Linked DNA regions of Gossypium hirsutum: region 1 is linked to region 2. A link is a contact called in public Hi-C data. All regions are on one chromosome and are shown on one strand. Each heading gives the region's core, a stretch centred on a gene start, on an enhancer-like site or on the middle of the called end of the contact. The rest is flanking DNA. Distances are from core to core; before and after follow the strand shown.

What was found. Hi-C and Micro-C count contacts between places; a contact is called where the count stands out from the background.
Region 1: a Hi-C map of leaf shows a contact between it and region 2, with 1.9 times the contacts expected there. The contact joins the promoter of LOC107903712 here to the enhancer-like site in region 2. A contact is called at or near these places in 8 of 34 Hi-C or Micro-C datasets (fibers, hypocotyl and leaf).

What each region holds. Positions count from the first base shown.
Region 1 is chrA13:43,461,956-43,464,655 of Gossypium_hirsutum_v2.1, forward strand. It overlaps LOC107903712 (auxin-induced protein 6B), which reads right to left and starts at 1,313. Exons shown (of 1, transcript XM_016829857.2): 1 at 369-1,313. The coding sequence starts at 1,130. The coding sequence ends at 672.
Region 2 is chrA13:43,412,087-43,414,786 of Gossypium_hirsutum_v2.1, forward strand. No RefSeq gene overlaps it. Among protein-coding and RNA genes, the nearest start is that of LOC107903711, 4.8 kb to the left of the region's middle. Within about 2 kb of position 1,360, at least 4 of the 9 cell types and tissues checked have an H3K27ac peak or open chromatin away from gene starts, as enhancers often do. A contact at or near this core is called in fibers, hypocotyl and leaf, where this site is marked.

The DNA.
Region 1 (2,700 bases), core at 63-2,562, 50 kb after region 2:
CAAACACCAAGGATCTTAACCATTTAATTTTGAAATTTTCACCAGGCAAGTTTGATAAATTTTGTATATTCTTACTAATTATAAATTTATTTTAATTGAATCAAAAATTATTTATTCTTAAGCATTGTGGTTCCATTTTAAAGTATTATTCTCTTAACCTCTTTTAATGATAATTGCATTGTGGGTATCTAAAATTGCAATGCTAAAAGGTTCAACCCATCATTTGCAATTATAATGTATACCTTGTAGCTTTATATAAGTGAAACTATAAAAAAAATTTTAAAAAAAATTGCAATGCTCATATAAATTACAATTTATATTATATTCTCTCACAAAAAAATAAAAATTAAAAAAAAACAAATTATATATAATATCTCTAAAATTTCAAAAAATAATAACTCAAAGTCATTGGATTTACAATATGGAAATAATAAATAAATTATGCTTAAGCTTCGTCACTCTTTTCCACTCGGGATGACTCGGTAAAAACAATCCCTCTTTGCCATCTCCTTCATAATCATTGTAAGGAAAAGAACTTCAAAATTACCCACTAATCACTCTAATAAATCATAATGAAACCTAATCAACTCAGTAAAACTGTTAGCGCTTCCAACTCTGGTTGAGTCAACCAAGGAGGATCTGTCGTTTTTATTATATGCTTGCATTAGCTTTTAGTACACTGATTTATCGGCGACCCCATGAAGCAACGGTCGAGATTCGCCTAAACCCCCGAGTTTATTCTTCATGCCGACTTGGCAGCATCTCTGAAGAACCTCGAATGTGGAGAACCGGCCCGAGTCGGATCGGGATACGGCTCGGAGAATCTCCTCGAACAACGACTCGTCGCATGGGATGGTTAACGGTCCAACGTTGTTGAAACCGTACTCCTCTTCAGTTTGTACCAGGAGTTTTCTGAACATGGGGTGGTTAAGGTACGTCGCGCGTACGATAAATCTCCTGAGACTGGTGCCCACGCAGACCGCCACGTGTCCAGCAGGAACATCTGACGGCGCGTGTCCGTTATTGTTGTTGTTGGCCGTTATCCGGGCATTCCTTCGCCACTGCTTCAGCATTTGTCGGATCCGAACTATCTGACGAATTTTCTGGCATTTTCCCATTCCGTGATACATTCTTTTCCCAAGGAAGTGACAGAAAATGAGCAAGGAACGTTAAAAGGAAAAGAGAATACTTTCCGAGAAAGTGAGAGAAAGAAAAAAAGTGCAGTAGAAGAAGGAAGTCTTCGGTGGCGTGAGAAAAAATAAAATTTACTTGTGAGTTAAAAGTTTAGGGCGGAGGGAGGTATTATAAGGTCAAGGATAAGAGATATTGCCCTTGGACTTTGAGATAATTACGAGATTGTGTCTGCTGTTTCCATGGGTATCATGGCCATGTGATCCACAGTAAGGTAATGGGACTTTAGCTAGCTTTAATCCATTTTTTAATTCATTAAAGCATAATTTCTTTAGTGTTTAGTTAGTTTCTTGATAGTGGTGCATTATCTATTTATATTATTATTTAAATTTCTGATTTAAAATTTAATTGAGAAATAATTATTAATCTTCATAGCGTTTGTGTGGACTTCAATTGAATTGAAAAGAAATTGATAAATTAAATTTAAGGTAAATTTATATTTTGATCATTTAAGTTGTTAGGCTATTAAAATTGTTGTTATATGACTTTTTTTTTATCACATTGTCTACACCAATCGAAACATCTCATTCCCTTTCTCTTTTATAGTTTAATTTTTTTTCATGAAACAATTTTTAATGTTGCTAATTTGTGAAGCAAAATTCAAACAGTTTTCTTCTCTAATTTTCAACATTGACTGTCAAATTAACTTAGAGTTAATGTATGTTATTATACTTGTCGAGCGTATTGATCCACCGTATCGATTGTGGAACTATCGCTTGAAACTTACTAGTTAGACTTTTAAAAAGAAAAATACTTAATAATCCGGTGACTTGAATAAAATCTTCCAAATAATTTAATGACTTAAACCAAAACTTTTGAAAATTTCAGTAATCAATTTTAGCTTTTTGAAGTTAAGTGACCAAAATATAAACTCATTAATAATTTAATAAACTTGGTAGTTTATAAAAAAAATATGAGCTAAATTAATAAAAGAAAGAAAAATATATTAGTAGGAGTATATAATTAAAAATGTAAAAAGAGACTTTCCTAATTTTGCTCATGATCCCGAGTTTTTTATTGTACATATTTTTTTATATTAATTTTAATAAAAATTGCATGAGAAGTAGAGAAAAATATACAAGGAATAAATAAAGTGAAAAAAAATATTCTAATTACTTTTATATAAATAAAACAAACTTTTAATTTTTAACTTAGCCTTAAATAAGTTATTAATATAAAAAAAACAAGTTTAAAGGGAAGATGAAACAAAATAAATAAATACTTGATATTTAATAAAAAAAAAGCAGAGAACTTTTTAAAAAGTGAACTAATATGAGATTTTTTTATTTTTTATTTTAAGTATTGTAACCCTTTTTGACATTTGGTTGATAGTTATAATGATATGATTGGATTAGATTCTGTGTGTCTTTAAAATACAAAAACCTTGTATCATGTCAAAATCCTACTACTAACCTCCTCCATGCAACTACATTATTTTCCACTAACAATATATATAGAGTTAATTAATTAAATCATAACTGGTTGCCTGTGCTAGCTACAAGATGATAT
Region 2 (2,700 bases), core at 110-2,609:
CTTTATTGCGTTGCCTCCTCAATCAAACCCTCTTTTTTACTAAATTAAAACAATAGGGGCAACCAGCTATTCTATTTTGGGATATTTTCTATTTAAGTCCTTCACTTTTAAATTTTATTTTAATTCTAATCTTTATTTAGTCCTTGCTTTTAATATCTTTGAACTTATTTTGGTTTCTTAAATTTTAGGATTCAATTTGTTGTATAATAATTTTGGTTGTGTCAATTAAAGATGGGAGTTTTAGAAAAATTAACTATTAATTATTTTACAATTAATTTATATTAAAAGAGACATGTAAATACATAAAATTAAAATTATTATACAACAAATTGAATCTTCACCACATAACTCTTGCCAATTAACCACAATAACAGCTCGACGATTAACTCTTGCCAAATGAACAACCTAAGCTCAGCTTTCAGTAGTCCAGAAGAACCCAACTCAAGTTAATAAACTCAAATGCATGAGCTGTTTAAATTATATCACTAATTCCCTTTGAAGTCACCCTGGCTGCTCTCAATTCAACCAAGTTAATTTTATTCTTTGATAAAAATAAAATTTGAATTAGTTTACAAACAAAATATTAGTCCAAGTATCAAACAGAACAATACTAATAATACTATCCTATCTTTTTTTATAAATTAGAGAATCAACAAATACCAAGATGAAAAGTATCTTAGCATGATTTCAAATTGCTACTCATAACAATGAAATTTTATTAATAAAAAACTTAAAACATTAACAACTGGCGGCTAACATTCCCCAGCTCCTTCTAAGAAAAAAATTCTTTTTTTGGTTTATTTATAGGATGAAAACTTAAAATTAAGGATAAAAGGGAAAATGAGCTGTCGCCCTAAAAAAAGAAAACGCTAAATAAAAAGCAAATTTTAAAATATAGGAAATTATTTACTTTCTCTTTTTAAGATAAATTTAATTATAATTGATCCTTTAGAGAGATATTTTCAAATAAAAAAAATCTTAAACACTAAAAGTCTTGTACTTACACAATAAATGTGTAAATTCAGGTTTTACCTTGTATTTTAACACTTCAAACATATATAAAAATATATCATCAAAGTATAAAAAAATAGACCAAAATGAATCAATAATACATAATATAATTGGTAACCAAGTTTTGAAGTTTTGTTTAAAAATGGTTTAGAATATTATGGAGTAGGCAGTAGCTATTATGAAAGTCCTTGAAAAGAATGAGTGGGGTTTGTGAGAGTGGGCATGGTGGGTCCACTTAGCATGCTAGTCAAGTAAAAAGTGCAACATTATCCCTTCAAAACTTAGCTGGTTATTGGCCTCAATGCATAGTCCAAGTTCATCTTTCAACTCGCATTTACATTACCAACCAAATTACTTCAATCTTTCAGCGATAAGACAGAGTCAGTTCCATCATAAATCATAAACCAACACCCATCACCACCAATTTGGCTTAATCAGTGTCGCCAGGGCCACCTCCCATTCCCATCCATGCTTTCAGCGGCCTCTAGACCCCAATAATTCATTCATAATTTTTTAAAATATTGTTTTATCATCTATAAACATCCTAACTCTTTTAGAATTTTGTAATTTCTTCTTCTAATAATATTATCTTTTAAGTTTAAATTTAATTCTCGTTCTAAAAATAAAATATATCTTACGAAGACATCCAATATATATTTCTATTCCGAATTATGATTTACTTCAATATTATAAAAATTCTATCCGTACCCAAAGTGAATTGATTTGAGATATAATTATGGTCTTAGCTAAAAGTTGAGATATAAATTTTTTTATTGTAGTATTAGTAGATTAAAATTGATAATAAGGTAAATTGTTATTGTTAAAGTGATAAGTGATTTTTTTTTATTGTTATTCGATTACATAATTAAAGTAGCATGAAAATTTATTAATTATATTTAAAAAATAATAAATTTATGTCTCAACTAAATACCTGAAATTTTAAAAGAATCATCACACCATCACTTTAACAACATCAACTAATGGTAATATCAATCTAGTTCTACTTATAATATTATAAATCGGAGAACATAATATAGATATTAAAATCAGAATTAGACGATAGGCACTGATACAGTGCTTTTCTAAATTGCTATTAGATAATGATAAATCTTTGAAAAAGAAAAAGTCTGTTCAAAGAGACATGTAACATCTTTCTTTGTACTGGGACTTGTTATTATGAAATCAAAACAAAAACATAAAAATCAAGGTTGTATGCCAAAACCTCAATTGATTGAAGGAGATGGATAATTTAGGTTGAGGGCCCTCTAAATTTAGACATTTTCCTTTTACTTGACTTGTGGAACAATAAAAAAATCTATCGAATGTGTTATCTTAATGGTAATTTGTTTTTTGGGAAGTAAACATGAAGTTGAGCATTTGGTTAAGCCATCAGTGAATTATTTATTAATTTTTTTAAAAAAAATCTAATAAGGAGGAAAAATGAGTTTCATTATTGTATTAATTTATAATTTTACAATTATAAATTAAAATTTTATCAAAAAAAATTTCATGCTATAATTTTGTCGGTTTTCAATAAGACGAAAATAGAATCTTATCAATTCGTGAGCCTCCTTAACCCAAACGAAATGTTAGCCCTAAAATACAAACCACTGTTTAATTCATTCAAATCAATTTTATTAAGCAAGAACATGCATTTATATGATTTGATTAATTCTGTGGTTGTCTTCT